5 separate regions of the Mus musculus genome follow, and all the other regions are linked to region 1. The links are chromatin contacts, called in public HiChIP or PLAC-seq and promoter capture Hi-C maps. All regions are on one chromosome and are shown on one strand. The core of a region is the stretch at or near the end of the contact, and the rest is flanking DNA. Distances in the headings are between cores, read along the strand shown. Region 1 holds the start of Commd7 (COMM domain containing 7). Region 2 holds the start of Xkr7 (X-linked Kx blood group related 7). Region 3 holds the start of Hck (hemopoietic cell kinase). Region 4 overlaps Cdk5rap1 (CDK5 regulatory subunit associated protein 1). Region 5 holds the start of Cbfa2t2 (CBFA2/RUNX1 translocation partner 2).

Region 1 (3,127 bases), core at 549-3,048:
CAAAATCTCAGTTTATTACAGAGGCAGAAGGAATAAGAGGCTGGCAGATAGATTCCCTGATCTGAAAGTCAGCCTGGTCTACAAAGCAAGTTTCAGGACAGCCAGGGGTACACAGAGAAACCCTGTCTCAAAACAAACAAAAGCAACAAGGAAAGATCTGAGGCCAGCCTCGACTATATGGTGAGTCCTTGGAGTCTAAAGGAAAGAAGAGCAAGCATAGTAGCCCAGGCAGGCCTGCAATCCCAGCATTTAGGAAGTAGACAGGAGCATACACTGCAAACTCAAGCTAGCTCGGTTCCTGGTCTACATAGTTTGGGGCAGCTACATGGCTAGACCTTAGGGGCAAGGTCTAGCAAAGGGTGGAAGAGAAAGAAAGAAGAACTAATTTGCAGGGATGTCCACCCTCTTGCCACTGCCACAGGACATTGTCATTTACAAAGTTCACACCTGAGGCTTGAGAATTGAGCAATTAAATTACAAAAGAAAACTACAAAAGGAAAGCTTATAATTTTTTTGTTTTTCTTTGAGATTGAGTTTCTATGTAGGTCTGGATGGCCTGGAACCCATGGTGTAGACCAGGCTGGCCTCAAACTTACAGAGATCCACCCCTATCTCTGCCTCTTGAATGCTAGGATTAAAGGTGTATACGACCACCTTTCATGTTTTAAGTAATTAAAGTTTTGTGTTGGAACAAGTCATAACTGTCCTTGGTCACCTGCGTCCTGTGAGCTGCACATTCTTAGATATGCTTAGTCTCAGGGTGAAAGCTTTTTATCAATGTTTTCCAAAGGGAAACTTTTCAGAGAAGTGCCAGAAGGACAGCCAATTCTAACCCCAGGTTTCCAGGGTACTCAGGCTAGCAATGCCAGGCACAGCCCTTGCGTAGCACCCAGGGAGTATATACCCCTATTTTCTCAGGTCTAATGAGGGTGAACTCAGCACTCACCCAGTGGCTGCAGAGAACTCAGGCTTGGGTCTTTCCACCTTGCCAGGGATTGAGTTCTGAAGGTGAACGGGCTGGGTACGTGCTCTGAGATTGACCCCAGCTCCGTCATGATTGCCTTGGGTCTCACTATCTCAACCCTTCTGACCACCACCTCGCCCAAGGCTCTCAACATTCCTTAGCTGGATCAAATTCCTCTATTCCAAAGGCTCTCCAAGTGTGGTTCCTGGGAATTAATGGGAAATGTACATTATCCAGCTGTTCCCCAAGCCTTTCTGCTCAGAACTCAGAGATTGGGGGTGGGACCCAGCCATTGGCGGTTTCATGAAATTGTCCAGATGACACTAATGCCTGTCCAAGTCTCAGATCTGCTTCTTCACTCTGGTGTAGACTCTCAGAGGGACACCATAGTCTGGTTTATGCCCTTCCCTGTTATCAGTGCTTGGCCTCTGGTGGGCATTTAGTATTTTCTGGGAGCTTTTGATGTAGCTCAGTGGCATAGTCCTTGCCAAGTCTGTGTGAAGATCCAGAACCAATCCTCCACACCAAATGTATAGAGGAGATAGAAAAAGAAAAATGGTTGATATATTCGATAGGTAGATGTACCCTATGTTTAACAGCAATGGGGTGGACAGCAACCAGCAACTGTGGAAGACCTGTGCTCCAGGCTCTGAGCTCAAAAGTTTGGGGAGGCTGAAAACCGCAGCAGCCACCCTAGATAATACAATTCTGTGAAACTGAGGCTCAGATGGGACAAGTGCTTTATATTCAGGGTCTCCCAGGCAGAGACTTGGAATCTTACTGGGTTGCTCAGAGCGGTTCCTGGAACCCGGCGGTCGCGCGTGCGCTGTCACGAGAACCGCGGCTGGGAGTGTGGCGAAAGTGCGGCTGCGGAAGCGCAGCGAGACCCGGGTGGAGGAAGCGAGCGTCGCTGCCCGGTTGCGGGGTTCCTGGCACCATGGGCCGCCTGCACTGCACGCAGGACCCGGTGCCCGAGGCCGTGCGCGGAGACATGCAGCAGCTGAACCAGCTGGGCGCTCAGGTGGGGCTCGCCTGGACGGGGGCGGGCGGGCTCAGGAATGGGCGGACGCACTCCGGAGGTGGGGACTTAGATTTGTAGGCTCCTAGAGGAGGGAATGAGGGGATTCCAAGCGGCCCCCGGTTTGAATAGATTAGGGAGGGCAAATCGACTGCAAACGGGTTGTGGGTGTCAGTGTGGTCCGGCCTAAGTGGGGCCCTGGGCCTGAGCCGGAAGAGGCTCAGACAGGACCGGTGACCACACCCCTTTCCAATCCAGGAAAGGAACCATGCCTGTTTTGAAGGCCTGGTCCCTGTTGCAGAGCTCCGAATGCCACCTCCTATTCACATTGCAGGAATTGGCCAAGTGAGGGGCGTCTGCACGGAATAAACGGGTGACAGTGGTCCTTGTCAATGCCGGCACTTAGGAGGTGGGACTTAGGATCCAGCTTTCACTAAGTATCTTTTTTGGTTGGTTGGTTGGTTTGGTTTTTTTTTTTTTTTTTTTCCGAGTCAGGATTTGCCCTTGCTGTGCTGGAACTCACTCTGTAGACCAGGCTGGCCTCGAACTCAGAAATCCGCCTGCCTCTGTCTCCCAAGTGCTGGGATTAAAGGTGTGTGCCACCACCGCCCGGCTTGATTAAGTATCTTGTTCAAGCCTCGTCTGAACATCATGAGACCTCCTGTCAAAAAAACATTTAAAATAGATAAATAACCCTTCGTCCCTCAAGATGTTTCCCTGACGGGGTCTTAGCTTCCCAGGAAGTGGGGCCCTCAACCCCAGACACACACAGGCCAGTTTGAAGAATTAAAAACAAACAAACAAACAAACACAGAGTAGTATTCACCTTAACTTCAGCATTTGGAAAGCCAAGGCAGGTCGGTCTCTTAATTCATGAGTTTTAGACTGTCCAGAGCTGCATAGTGAGACCCTATATCAAAATAAGTAAATAACAAAAATAGAATTTATTAGTAGTCCATACCTGTCATTGCCACCTCTTGAAAGAAAGGTGGAAGCAGAAAAATTGCAAAACTGGAACCAGGAATTCACAACCAAATGTCTAACTTCAAAGGCCAGGGAAATGGCTAGATTTTGCTGTTGCCACTGATTTCTGGAAGACTCCTATTTGGAGGGGTTAGAGGAGGAGAAAGAGAGATTCTACTGAT
Region 2 (3,394 bases), core at 832-3,331, 600 kb after region 1:
AGATTAGTTCCTGGATGTAGACATGAATATTTTTGTGTGTCAAGCTAATAATAATAAGACCATGGATAGTGTTTTCCTCTTCCCCTTACTCTGGGGCAACAGAAGTAGAATACACATCATCTTGGCTGGGGAAGATGGGGAAACTAAGGCAGAGAGAGAGCCAACAGAATAACAAGGGTGACACAGAGCAAGTGAGCAGCTGGGGCAAACACCAGGGGTCCAGTGTCCAATGCTCAGCTCAGAACAAAGTCTTCTGACTTAGGCAGAATCCATTCAAATGCAACAGAGTAAATAACCATCTTCTATATCTGAAGAGTGGCTTTCCCTGTGCTTTCCACACCTCCGTTATAATCGCGGTAATCCCTGACATTCCCAAAATATGTTCCAGTCTCCAGAGTCCCCACACAGACCTCCTCTTGCCTGCTCATCCCAACATGTTTAAAAAAAAAACAAAACAAAACAGTAAGCCAGCAAGATGAGAAGAGCAGAGATTCCTCTCATTTCACAGGTGAGAGAACAGACTTGGAGGGAGGAGGAGGTGTGCCTAAGATCACACAGTAAGCAAACCCATTTTGTCACCGCAGAGTACAGCCCAAGGAACTAGAGTAATCCTGATTTGAGAGGAGCTGTGGTTTAGAATTCCCCCTCTCTCCAATTACCTCAGCCCAGCAGGCACCCTACTTGCTGGCAAAGGATGAAGCCTGCAAGTGAACAGTTTGAATGAAGCCTCAGCATCCGGTCTGAAGACTAAGGGTCAGCCAGTAGCCATCTAGTGTCAGAGTCAAGATTCCAAATCTCCTTGGTCCCTTTTGGGGGATGGGACGGCACTGTGGAGCTCCTTAGGAAGTAGGAGCTAACCAGTGCTGAATTGGGTTCACCCCAGGCCCTTTCTCTACAAAACCAGAAAGTTTGGGCGGGATAGTCATTTAGCTGCCTTTTCCAGGATGTTGGGGTGGGCTGCAATTCTAAACTGAGTGCCTGTGAGTGGTAGGGAGGACTTCTGAGTGGTTTCCTAAGTCGAGGCTTGGTACCTGGACATGGGGGAAGGGTCAGGACTGGAAGGATCGCTGTGGTCCTGTTCCAAGTGTCCCCTTGTTCTCTGCATACATCACTCAGAATCTCTGACCCCATCTTGCCCCATTAGCCAGATCAAAGCTATGGTTCCAACAGAGTTTTGCAGAGGTGAGGAGCTGACTGCAAAGAAATGAGAGCGGCAATGGAGTGGGTCGGGGTGAGGGTCAGGACAGGAGCAGGGCGGGCTAGAAAGGCCAGAGCAGATCTGGGGCGGCATCCCACTCCCAGACTCAAGCTTCCTTCACCTGCTCTTTTCCTACCTCCAGACCTGGCCGAGTTGCAGGAGGTGAACGAGGGTCTGCAGTAGCCAGACGCAGAGGCGGCAGCAGCGGCGGCGGTAGGTGCCGGCCGAGGATGGTGCGGGCCGGGGGACCAGCTCCGCGCTACCTTCTTTGGTCCGGAAGGCGACAGCACTGTCCTTGGTGCTGATGGCGGCTCCGACTATGTCGCTGTCCTTGGTGCTGACGGCGGGTCCCGGGGTCCCCGCGGGCTCCGAGTAGTCGTAGACGAACCAGCGGAAGCTGAGCAGCTGCACGACCAGTGAGGGCAGCAGCACGAAGAGCAGGGTGAGGCCGAAGTAGGTGCTCTGACCCTGCAGGTAGTAGGAGGCCGCCAGCCACAGGTCGGTGGCGCCGTCGGAGAAGAACACGAGCAGCGCGCACAGCACCCAGCAGCAGTCCCGCAGCTCGTAGCGTGGCCCCGGGCACCCCGCCTCCACCGGTCCCGGGCCCGCGATCCCCGCCGCAGCCTCCCCGCGCCCTCCCGCCCCGCCCCGATCTGCTCCCGCCGGCCCCTCGGGCCCCGGGCCGGCCACGGCCGCCGCTCCATCCGACTTCGCGGCCATGTTGGCGGAGCAGGAGGCGGGGAGCGACTTCCGGGCGGCGGAGCGGGTGGGGTGCGGAGTGGGGAGGACCCTGCGCGGGCGGCTCCCGCCTCCCGCTCTTCCTCCGCCGCTCCTCTTCCTCCTCCCCTCTACCTCAATTATTCATCCTTGCCGGCGCCGCCCCGCCCGGGCTCCGGCCTGGATGTGGGCCGCCCCCTGGGAAGGGAGGGGGCCGGGGTGGGGAGAGCATCCCAGGTCACCCTCGCATGGCTTCCTCGGAGGCGTGGGGCCCAACCACATGCTTTCTGCCTCTGGCCTCCCCCTTTGACTGCCCCCGCCCTATCCTCTCCTTTTCCATTGATCTCCTGTGGTACCTCCGGTGGTTTGGGTCTTGCAATGTCCCAGGAGGGTGGGAGGCCGAGGTCTGAGAATAAAAGGACAGGGGTGGGGGCAGCTGCTTGGGCACCTGCCATAACCCGTTAGCAGTCACTCCTTCCAACGCCACTTCCTAGTTCCCCCGTGTTCACTTATTGTTTCATCCCCTCCTTTGATCTTGAGAGATCTCTTTTCTCATTGTCTTTTTCAAGCTGAGAAACTGCGGTTCTCTGAGTTGCGGTCTCTCGGTCTCTCGATCACCTTTCTTTTAGGAACCGCGTTCATCTGGCCACTAGCCTGATTAGGCAAGGCAGAGGAAAGGGATGGGAGGGAACCCCTTGGGAAGGAAAGAGCAAGTGCAAACAGCTACTCCCATCACCACTGGAGGCCACATTTTCTAGGATGTCCGGAAGAGGGGGTGGGGGTGCAGAACGATAAAACTGGCGATTTCCGATGGATTGGACCCTGAAGGGCCAGAAGGTGACAACGGGGGCACCTGCTGCAGAATGTCAGCTGAGGAGTTAGGTGGCTAGGTCAGGATTTAGCAAGAAGACTTGGCAGCCAAAGTGGAGCAGGGATCACAAAGCAGCAGCCTGGAACTGGAGAGAACAGAGGAACATTATAAACACAGTCCATGAGAGGAGCTAGGGGTCTCTCATGTGCCTGAGTACTCCCACACAACTACACCTTGGCTTGGATGGGATATCCTAGGACACTGAACCATTTCTTTGTCATTATTCTAAGCAATGAGGAATCGCTAATCATTTTAGTCTCACAATTTATATGGTCTATATTGTTCTGCCCATTCTATAGATGAGAAAACATAGAGTCAAAAGATACATTTAGTGGCTTAAAATCACATAGTGTTAGAAACAAATTCAAACGTGGCTCTCGAATAGGCTTTGAAAACTCAAGGGAGTGAGGAAGAGTGAGGAGGGGAGGAAGTGAGGTGGAAGGACCACCCTGCCTCAGAGTGACAGGGAAGATAGAAGAGACAGCTGCCCTGGGCTGGGTGGAGCAGCCATCTGCTGTCCTGCAGCCTGGCTTCCCTTTCGTGTCCAGGGACCGTTTTGGTCTCAGTGATGCTTGGGAGGTTGGGGTACCAGCTGTTGCCTAAAGCTA
Region 3 (3,245 bases), core at 338-2,837, 520 kb after region 1:
AATGGAGGAGCCATTAAAAATGTGTCATTAGTTATCTCTGAGGGATGAGAATGAAATGTGTGAAAATCTCGGGCCAGGAAGATAGCCCAGTTGGTAAAGTGAGTACCTTGCAAACAGGGGGAACTGAGTTACAACCCCCAGAACTCCTGAAAAAAGTCAGCTGGGAGGAAGGACCCTTGGGACCCACTAATCAGCCGGCCTCACCTACCCAGCAAAAGCCCCAGGCCGATGATAGACCCTGTCTCCAAAAGCAAGGTGGCCTTTGCTTGAAGAACAACATAGAGTCCTCTGGCCTCCACGTGTGTAGGAACCCCAGAGTACACACCAACCAGTGAACACATACAGAAGCACGTGTAACATACACAAATGTCTCTTTAAGACCTAATTTTCACTCCAGGATGCCTCGCTGTGCACTTGACATACAGAATTCTGCCACACTCGGAAATCCTAAACCCCTCTGATCAGGTGTAGTTTGGATAGGGAACATTCAACCTGTCCTCTTACCATCTCCATCCTGCAGCTATGCAAACAGAGGCACAGACAAACCAGGCTCTCTCTCCAGTACCCAGCAGCACTGCTCCCCTTCTCTGGACAACTCAGCTTCAGATGAATGTAAAACAGCCCATTTTACAGAGTTGGAAGCTGGAATCCAGAGAGTAGCCAGTGACATGCCCCAGTGTCACACAGAGGAGATGGTGGTAGATTGTGGTCTTTGTGTAAGAGGTTCTGGAGTTGGATGTACGCCTGTTAGGGGTTCAGCTGGGAAGGCAGGGGAAGATGTAAAAGAGGGGACTCAGATATACACCTATAGCCAGGCCTGGGTGTGGCAGGCATGGGCTTGTCTTGGCCGGGCTGTTCCTTTAGCCATGGCTGCTGTCTACCTGCGTGACCTGCCACCCACCCACCATCAATGGGAACTGAACGGGCCTTTCCCTCCCCTCCAGCTTCTTCTTCTTGGTGTGTGTGTGTGTGTGTGTGTGTGTGTGTGCAGAAGGGGAACCTGGTTAGACAGAGAAGCCTCAGCTCAGCACTGCCATTCCCCTGCCTGAGCTTCCTCTATCTAGGGCTATCCCAGGGTCGCCCTGGGTGGCGGCAATTCGCCTCACCTGGCCACCTGGGTACCCTCCACCTTTCGTAGACTGCGCATCCCACCGCCGGGGATCGGTTGCTCCTAGGACGGGTTCTTCCTTCCTCGGCACCCCCACAGCTCGCCCAGGATCTCAGATCCCTGGAGCCCGAGGTCTGCACGTTCTCGGGGACGGGGGTGTGTCCCATTCCCGCCCTCTCACCCCGCACTCACCTGGGCGCCCGCCCTTCGCTTCGTGGGCAGCCCGGATCCTCGCAGCTAGACCGACCCCCCAGCGCTGCGGCCCCTGGTGGCCCCGGACTTCAGAGCCCGGAGCAAGCGACGAAGACTTGCGGGCTACAGAGGCTGCGTTGGCGCTCGGAACGGGTCAGAGCCCCCTTCACGGGCGACTTTGGTCCCCTCCCACCCGTCTGAGAGCCGCCGCGGGGAGTGCAAGCTGGGAGCCGCAACCCAGTGGCGCTCACTGGCCATCTGGGCGCCTTAGCCGCACCCTGGGTGATGCAAACCCCGCCCCCAAATACCCCGACTCCGCCCTCTAAGAGCCTAACTCCCACTCTGGCTCTCTTGTCTCCTGCTCTAAATTCACCTCCAAAGAATTTCAGCATTTCTTTGCTAACCCTGTCCTCAAGGGCGCTAACCAGTCCTTGAAGGACTTACTCAGACACCAAGGTTTGACCCGCCCTCCCAAGATTCCCAGTCCCCCTCCCCCACTAGTGCGTTTAAGCCCCCCATGATGTAATGAGCCTGTCCAAAGGATTCTAAACCCTATCCCCAGAGATTTTGGACCCCTACCTAAGAGACCAAATACCCTTGGATTCCCTAAAGAATTGTAATATTTTACGTTTATTGTTTGACTGGTTGATTGTTTCCGTGTATGTGTGTAAGTACCCTGGAGCCTCAGAGCGGTGTAGAGGTTAGAGAACAATTTGGAGGACTAGGATCTTACCTTCCACCTTCCGAGTTCCGGGGACTGAACTCAAGCAGCCACGCTTGGCACCAGGCGTCTTTACCTGCAAAACCATCTGCCTCCTCCTGGGGAAAGATTTTCAATCTCACTTTCTATTCTGTTCCCAGTCCTAACCCCTACAAATTCTCTAGATTTGTAATCAAATTTTCTGAAAGGGTTTTAATCTCGAGAGCGCGCGCGCGCGCGCTTGTGTGTTCTAGAGAATGGAATCCAGGGCCTCTCTCTCCGTAGTTTGTACTACAGCCACCAGCCCCCTACGAGACCTTAATCCCATAGGTCCTAAATCCTGCACTGGAGCAATCAACCGATCCTATCCTTCCTTTCAAAGATCCTAAACCAGCCGCAGAAGGAATGTAGCTCCCTTTAAGTCTAACCACGCCCTGATAAGTCTAACCTCTCCCTCTAGGATTCTGGTGGGTCTCCACCGCCCTTCCACTTCGGTCCCTCCCACATGCAGCGGTTTTCCCTCCACCCGCCCACCCACCGCTTATTCAAACTCCATGCAAAGTCTGGCGCCCGCGGGAGTTCTTTGCCTTATTCTGGGCTGAATATGGGACTGCTCAGAGGACCTCCCAAGTTGAAGAGAGGAAGTCTTACTGGCAGACCACTGAGGTCCTGTTTGCATGGCATATTCCACTCAGCCTGAGACATCATTCAAAACGACAGGGACCAACACTCTCTAAACTGCAACACACACCTGCAGAAACGTACAGGAGTCCTCCCTCCTCTAGCCAGGCCAGACCACCAGTATCTCTCATTCATTCGCTTACGCGTGCATGTAGGCATGCGTTTAGCAGTACTATGTTTTAAGTATGAATTCTGAGCGCGAGCGGTGTTAGCAGCTCTAGAGTTCCACCCGCTAGGCCCAGTAGCAGTTCTGACAACCAGAGCTGCCTCCTACACAGCCTGGTCCCCAGCCCACGTAGAAATCCCAGTCACCCAACACTAATGTGTTTGCTATGTATTTTAATATATTCATGCCCTATTTCTAAAAATAGACCGAGTCTTGAACAGGTTTAATTGACTTGGACACAGAAGTGAAATTAGTCTGTGTAGCAGTAAACAATGCTTGTTATCTACTGAGTGAAGGAGATTGAGATGGGAAAGAAGCCAATAAAGGCAGCGTCACAGAGCTAGCTGTCCGGTTGGGACAGAAGGCAGTGTATTATACACACACATTGTCACCCCCTG
Region 4 (3,576 bases), core at 178-2,677, 700 kb before region 1:
ACTTTAGTTTGACTTTGTTTTTGTCTTTGTTTGAGACAGGGTTCCTATCTCTATATATTAATGGCTGTCCTGGAACTCACTCTGTAGACCAGGCCGTCTCAGAAATCCACCAGCCTCTGCCTCTCCAGTGCTGGGATTAAAGGCGTGCGCCACCATTGCCCAGCTAACCATTTATTTATTTATTTACTTATTTATTTACTTATTTATTTATTTATTTATTGAAGGAGAGCAAAGAAGTAGATTGAGGTAGATGGGAAGGCAGGGAGGAACTGAGAGGAGTAGAAGGAGGGGAAATTGTATTCAGGATATTATGTGAGGAAAAAGTCTATTTTCAGTAAGAGCAAAACTTTTTTTTAAACCACAACAACACATTTATGACAAGTGCAATATAAAAATTTATATCCTCTATTCAAATACTCACAAGGCACTGTTTCAAGGACATTACAAATTGTGTATTCATTGGTAAAATCCATTTATTTCATTTTTTTTTTGTTTGTTTAACAGCTGGGATTTAAAGTGTTAGAGATCTGCCTGACCCCAAAGGAAAAATACTCACAGTAACAAAGTGCCACTTCAGAAGAACATACATATGCGTCAGAGTCATTGTGACTGTTGCCTTAAATCACAATACTAACTTTCCTGGCTTTTCAAAAATCATAAAACTCACTTTGTAATTTTACATTATAAACCTACTCTGTATGTAAAACACAGATATGTCTAACAAACAAATACATTCATTTGGGTACCAGCCAGTAACTGAAAAAATTTTTTAAAAGACCCTAAATTTATTATTTCAAAAGGACATTCTAGATCCCTCCATAAATGGAAAGCCAGAATTTGTGACATAAATAGAAAGTAATTTAAAAAATAAGCATAAAAATAAGCATAATAGCCGGGTGTGGTGGCACACGCACCACCCAGCACTCGGGAGGCAGAGGCAGACGGATTTCTGAGCTCAAGGCCAGCCTGGTCTACAAAGTGAGTTCCGGGATAGCCAGGGCTACACAGAGAAACCCTGTCTCGAACCCCCCACCCCCCAAAAAAAGCATAATGAAAACAATGTCACAAAACTCCATCCAGAGCTGGTGGCCAACACAGGGCTCTGGAGGCCCCTTCTCTGTTGGAAAAGGAAGTGTTCACAGAGTGTAGAAAGCACCAGCAGTCAGGGAGATGGTTTCTGGTCTCCGTAACAACAAACTGAAGGGAACTGCGGAGGGAAGAAAGCTCCCCTCTGGGTCCACTGCTGCATTACTGTGGCTCCCAGCAGGCCCAGGTGTGTCCTGCTATGCCCAGTCCACTCAGGAGCCTGTGGCTCTGTTCTCCCTTCCTGTGGAAGGCTGGGCCCTCTCCTTAACGCTGGGCGAGCCAGAGGTCAGCTCAAGCTGAGCTGATGGCTCCAGCCAGTCAGGTGTGCAGCCATGTGCCCTGTCAGAATACTGATCACTGCAGTTGGGCCTTCCAGGCTGGCTGGATTGTGTATTCCGTTCTGTCTGGCACCTCTTCCTTTCAGGCTTGAGGCGGCACAAGCACTGTGCACTTCCTGTCATCTCCATCCAAGTCCTGTCCCCATGGTGCTGTCAGGTTACCTTGTCTTCTATGATGGGTTTTCTTTCAGATCACCTCTGCCAGCTCTCAGACCCTGAAAGGACACATTCTCTGCAGGACCACTATGAAAGACTCATTGACGTATTGCACGACCTGAGCTGCTGGATTAGGAGTGGACTTGGGCAGGTTTTTCTCATGCTTTGGAGACATGTAATAGTCTTGAAGCACCTTTGCACCAAATGGAAGAGTACATTTCTTTGTTGTCGATAGAACAACTGTTACAATAATAAATTTCATAAATTAATGGCTTCCTTGTCTACTTTTTTCATTTTTGTCTTGGCTTATTTGTGGGGTTCTTCCTGTCTCTCTGTTGGATGCTTCTCAGCACGAGTGTTCTGTACTGCTATTTACTCAGCCGCTAACCACGCTAACCACCATCGGTTGGTTGGTTGGTTGATTTGGCCTGAGGATTTCCCTCATGGGCATCTTTTCAGCTTTCCCATTTAGATGTAGAAGCACTTGGAGTTTTTGAAAATGTTTTTACCTATTAGTGGGCCATCTGAGCAGTGGTCCTTGGCTTACCACTTACCATTGTAGTCATTTTCATGAAGTTAAAACAAAAAGCAAGAAAATCAAACTGAGATAGTAGCATGGGATATTTAGAGCTGGATTTCAGTTCAAGTCCCACCTCCTTTAGCATTGTAGGAGGCTCTGTGTATAACTCTGGTATAGTGCTTGCCTAGAATAAACAAGGCCCTGGGTTAGATCCCCAGTACTGTGTGTGTGTGTGTGTGTGTGAGTGTGAGTATGGTGTGTGTGTGGTGTGTGTGTGGTGTGTGTGTTCATGTGTGATGGGGGTGCTGGTGAAGAAAAATGTTTAGAGAGCTCTCACCCACTCACCCCCCAGGTAGGTTTTTTTGTAATGCAGGCTGACCTTGAGTTTGCCTTTCCTTACTTCTGAGTGATAGAATTAGAGGTATGTGCCACCCATCACACCAGGGAGGAACATCTGGGGATCACATCTAGAGCTTGATGCATTCTGAGCAAATGATCCTCATAAACTGTAAGCTCCTACCAAATGGAAATAGTCCTTGAAAAATATGCTGCTGAAACAGACTGCGTATTTGGGCATCCTGAGCTGTTAATTGTGTCTGGCTGTGATCTGCTTTGGACACTCTGCTGACTAGCACGATAGATAGATAGCTCATGGGAGTTTGCTTTGGTGCTGGCTCACTTCTGGCCAGTTGGTTCTATTTCAGTGTTCATCTTGAAGAGTTGTTAGATCAGAACCGGTCTCTACTCTTGGTCACATGTAGTGCTGTACTAGCTCTCTTTACCAAGTCTGTTGTTCTTGTTCCTTTTACCCCAGCCACCAAAGAGACTTGGTGTCTGCCAGAAAGATAAAGAAAACAACAGAAAAGTCTTCACCCTAAATTTATAGCACTAATATGAACCTTTAAAAGATTTTTCTACAAACAGGTCTGATTAACTCAAAGATGGCCCACAGATATCGTCAGCTCGAGAAGCTATTGACAGGTTTTAAATAGGAGAGTTGGTTGCTTAGTTTCTGACTTAGTTTCCCACAAATGTGTTTCATCCATATTTAAACACTCTAAGATAGCCTAAGTGTGGATACAATGGCATTCTTTTCTACCTTTTAAGCCTCTTACAATTAAAAAATGATTCCCCACTCTTTAGGAATTTACAGCTGTGTAAGTGGGCTGTATTTGCCTCTTCAGCGCAAAGGCATCAGTGACAGTTGTTTGGAAGATTTGCTTTCTTTTTCTTTATTATATATGTTTAAATCTAAGGAAATTTTTACTTCTATGTTTTACTTCATAATTAAAATTCATTTAGTATATAGCATTACTACCTGCCACTTAACATTTAAAATTTGTTTATTATTTCCATGTGCATATGTGTGTCTGTGTGTGAGTATATGCATGTGTGTGTGAGGTTCCAGTGGAGCCCAGAAGAGTGTGTTGAACCTCTTGAAGATGGAGTTACAGGCAATTGTGACTTGCTTGATGT
Region 5 (3,326 bases), core at 366-2,865, 800 kb before region 1:
CTTGTCTCCCTTCAGAAGACCATTGAGAGCAGCAACAGCACACTTAACTACAGAAGGCATTGGTGGGAAAATCTAGTTTGTATCTTTTTCCATTCAATTTGGAATGAGAGCCCAAGAAAAAGGCTGTATGAATCCTCCGCTATAACTGCTGAACTGAAGAGCAAAGAGGGGAGGGGCTAAAAGCTCTCAAGAGGCCTCATTTTATCCTTGCACAACGGACATCCTGCAACACCTGATGTTAGCTTTTATTCATTTTTTTGTTTTATTTTTAGGGTTTTGTTGTTGTTTTTGTTATTTTGTTTTGTTTGGGGCAGGGTGCCACAATGTAACCCTGGCTGGCCTGTATAGATCAGGCTGACCTCAAACTCAGCCTCCAACGTGCCTCAAATACCTGTTTTTAGACTGTCACCTGGCATAGACAAAGAAATATCCACAAAGCACGAGTCCCTCTCTTAAACTCAAATTCAGAATCTAGTCTGTCAAGTTTGTTGCCATAGTCTCTGGACTTAGAGTGATAATTTGTATTTAGATGATTTAATAAATATTAAATGAATCGAATGCAAATTGCCTGGTGCTCAAGTAATGTTGGCTATTACTGCTATTTTAATGACAATTAAATTTTTATTGTTCTTATTAAACGATGCCATCCCTCCTCCAAGGATCTTACAATTCTAGGAAGAACGTCTGTAAATGGGATAGCGAAATGGAGGTAAGAATAAAAACACAACTGAGTCACATAGTAGGACTAGTCAAAGACAATATTAAACAAACTAACAAAACACAACCAGACGCCAACTTCGGACTTTTCCGAGGAACACACATAACAAACTGTGATTACGATAGTGAGTTTTCACACTTGAGTATGATGTGCAACTGTGTGTTCAGGGGATTTTACTGGATTCACTAAACCCTACTACAGAGCATTCAGAGTACGTTCCTCACAACCCATTTTTCAGATCGAGCAACTGAGACTTTTGGAGCGCCAAGGTCACAGCCTACTCGCGAGGGAGCCAGGACATGAACCCAAAGCAGTCCGACCCCAGAGCCTACATTCAACAGGGCCCTCCGGAATATCAGCCCGGCATCCTCCAACATCTACCACTCGTCGCTCCAATTCCGGCGTGTTTCCCGGGACCGGACTTTCAGCCCCGATGCCGCGAAAACAAAACAATACTTCTCTCGCGGACAGTCCATAGGGCGCCCGCCAGGCCTGAGCTCCAAGGCCGCTCCACACAGTCCTGCTCAGCACCCGGAGCCGCGAGCCCCACAGGAAGCGCCGGGATAGCCCCGAGGGCCCCGGAAGGCCGGGGAGCCGCATGACCTTGGATCCAGTGCCCCAATCCCGGCCTCAGTTTCCCTGCCCAGGCCTCCCGCCGGGGGGCCTCTGCAAAGCCTCCCGCCTATGGAGCAGCAGGCCCCTCAACACACACCCCTCAGCCGTCCGCCTTCCCGCCCCACTTACGTTGGAAGGCGGCCGCTCCAGGGACGCCCACCATCGCGGAGCGCAGTCTGTCGCGAGCGCCGCTCGCTTCGACCCTCTGCCTGAGCCCTCCGCAGGCGCAGGCCGGGACCTGCACCCGCCGAACTCGCCCGCACCAGCGCCGCCGCCGCCGCTGCCGCCGCCGCCGTTAGGCCGCGCGCCGCCCCGCCCCCAGACAGCCCCGGCACGCCCCCGCCGCGCGCTCCCGCGCGCAGACCAACGCACGCGGAAGACGGGCCCGAGGGCGCTCACGCGAAGCACCGCCTCCTGACCTGGCCCGCCCCTTCCGCGCCAGGCTGCGTCCTATCCTGGAGCGGCCTGCACTTCGACCCGCCTCCCGCGCGCTATGCGTGGCCGCAGGGAGCCGCCCTTCTCCGAGCTCCAGACTTCCGGATGTGGCCTGGGCGGCAACCTAGGAACGGGGGCGGAGTCCCGGGGCGGGGCTTCGGGGAGGGACGTTTCAGGTGCAGGCCTTGTAACGCTTTGACGGTTGTATTGGGTGTTAAAATTGTTCTTTCCTCCTTTTACTTATTTGTTTTTACATTGACTTATTGCATATGTGTGCGTGTATATGTTTGAGGGAGTCCAACGCATGTATGTGAATGTCAGAGAACAAGTCGGGAGCAGGCTCTCCTTTCACCCTGTGGATCCAGCAGGTCAAATTTCGGGCATCAAGTTTGTTTGACAGCAAGCATCTTTGCCAAATTAGCTATCTCGCAGATTTCTACATCTTTTGCGGCTATAGGAATCTAAATGTTTAAAACAACTAGCTGTCATTACTGATTTCTGTATCAGATCAAGGGGCTTTGTGGGGTTTGTCTGTGTTTGTGAGGAGGGGCACGTGTATGTGCAGGGGTTTTTTTGTTGTTGGTGGTGGTTTTTTGACACAGTCTCACTTGTAGCTCTAGCTGTCCTGGAACTCACAGATAATCTATCTACCTAACTCTACCTCCCAAGTGCTTGGGACTAAAGGCCTGAACTACCAGGCCTGGTTAAGTGCAGGTTTATTTTGGTTTGTTGAAACAATGTCATAATGTACATTTGGCTATTCTGAACTCACTGACCTACACCAGGTTAGCCTTGAACCTTAAGCTATACTTCTAAGTCTATCTCCCAAAGCTGTGTCTATAACACCAGCAGGCCTCACAAAAAGTTGTTTCTGAAAAGGGCCTATTTTGTATGTCTAGCTGGGCTGGAACACACAGTGTAGCCACAAAAGCCTGGAACTCTCACACATCCTCCTCCCGTGGCCTCCCAAGTGCTGGGATTGTAAGCAAGAGTCACTAGCCTGTCTTCAACAGCTGCTTTTATACACTCTGCAATTAACCATCTCAGTACCAAATACAGTTTCTCCCCTTTTCTACACATTCGCTAGAGTCTCTCCCACTGGGTTGTCCACCTATTTCTGTTAGCAAACTCAAAACATAAATCCTCCGAGCAACCCAAGAAAGTACTCTGATCCTAGCATGAGTTCTCTGCCATTCTGTCTCTCAAAGATTCAAAATCAGGAACTATAACTAAAATGAAGCCAGCCTGGCATAGTGGCACAGACCTGTAATCCCACCCTAGGGAAACTAGCAAAATAACTGCCAACCCAAAGCCAGCCAGGGCCACATAGTGAGACTGTCTCAATACAACAAGGTCAGGCATGGTGGGTCACACCTGTACTTCCAGCATTGTTGGTAAACGCAGGACATCAGTTCAAGGTTGCCCTATATGATGATTTAGAGGCCAAACTGGGTGAGCCGCGGTGGCATTGCCAGGTGAAATGGCACACACCTGTAATCCCGTAAAGTGGCACTTGGGAAGAGATCAAAAATTCAGCTACACGCAGGGCGGTGGTGGC

What was found. Promoter capture Hi-C pulls out the DNA fragments that hold promoters and counts their contacts. HiChIP or PLAC-seq counts read pairs in DNA pulled down with a chosen protein or histone mark.
Region 2: a contact with region 1 is called in a promoter capture Hi-C map of hippocampal neurons, with 4 times the contacts expected there. The contact joins the promoter of Xkr7 here to the promoter of Commd7 in region 1. A contact is called at or near these places in 4 of 39 promoter capture datasets (hippocampal neurons, liver and pre-B cells), 1 of 115 datasets of contacts at active chromatin or transcription factors (T-cell acute lymphoblastic leukemia) and 1 of 9 other capture datasets (liver).
Region 3: a contact with region 1 is called in a promoter capture Hi-C map of pre-B cells, with 6 times the contacts expected there. The contact joins the promoter of Hck here to the promoter of Commd7 in region 1. A contact is called at or near these places in 4 of 39 promoter capture datasets (the 3T3-L1 cell line, erythroid cells, hematopoietic stem and progenitor cells and 1 more) and 3 of 115 datasets of contacts at active chromatin or transcription factors (embryonic stem cells and memory CD8 T cells).
Region 4: a promoter capture Hi-C map of embryonic stem cells shows a contact between it and region 1, with 2.3 times the contacts expected there. The contact joins the enhancer-like site here to the promoter of Commd7 in region 1. A contact is called at or near these places in 4 of 39 promoter capture datasets (the 3T3-L1 cell line, embryonic stem cells, hippocampal neurons and 1 more), 1 of 115 datasets of contacts at active chromatin or transcription factors (embryonic stem cells) and 1 of 9 other capture datasets (adipose tissue).
Region 5: a contact with region 1 is called in an H3K4me3 HiChIP or PLAC-seq map of bone marrow-derived macrophages, with 4 times the contacts expected there. The contact joins the promoter of Cbfa2t2 here to the promoter of Commd7 in region 1. A contact is called at or near these places in 1 of 39 promoter capture datasets (cranial neural crest) and 2 of 115 datasets of contacts at active chromatin or transcription factors (bone marrow-derived macrophages and epiblast stem cells).

The regions. Positions count from the first base shown.
Region 1 is chr2:153,631,452-153,634,578 of GRCm38.p6, reverse strand. It overlaps Commd7 (COMM domain containing 7), which reads left to right and starts at 1,798. Exons shown (of 9, transcript NM_133850.2): 1 at 1,798-1,985. The coding sequence starts at 1,902.
Region 2 is chr2:153,030,539-153,033,932 of GRCm38.p6, reverse strand. Xkr7 (X-linked Kx blood group related 7) reads right to left here and starts at 2,081. Exons shown (of 3, transcript NM_001011732.1): 1 at 1,335-2,081. The coding sequence starts at 1,918.
Region 3 is chr2:153,106,810-153,110,054 of GRCm38.p6, reverse strand. Hck (hemopoietic cell kinase) reads right to left here and starts at 1,587. Exons shown (of 13, transcript NM_010407.4): 1 at 1,301-1,587. The coding sequence starts at 1,362.
Region 4 is chr2:154,333,657-154,337,232 of GRCm38.p6, reverse strand. It overlaps Cdk5rap1 (CDK5 regulatory subunit associated protein 1), which reads left to right. Exons shown (of 14, transcript NM_025876.2): 14 at 1,616-1,847. The coding sequence ends at 1,702. Among named protein-coding and RNA genes, the nearest start is that of Bpifb9b, 28 kb to the right of the region's middle. Within about 2 kb of position 1,427, at least 17 of the 459 cell types and tissues checked have an H3K27ac peak or open chromatin away from gene starts, as enhancers often do. A contact at or near this core is called in embryonic stem cells, where this site is marked.
Region 5 is chr2:154,434,773-154,438,098 of GRCm38.p6, reverse strand. It overlaps Cbfa2t2 (CBFA2/RUNX1 translocation partner 2), which reads right to left and starts at 1,615. Exons shown (of 11, transcript NM_172860.2): 1 at 1,463-1,615. The coding sequence starts at 1,496.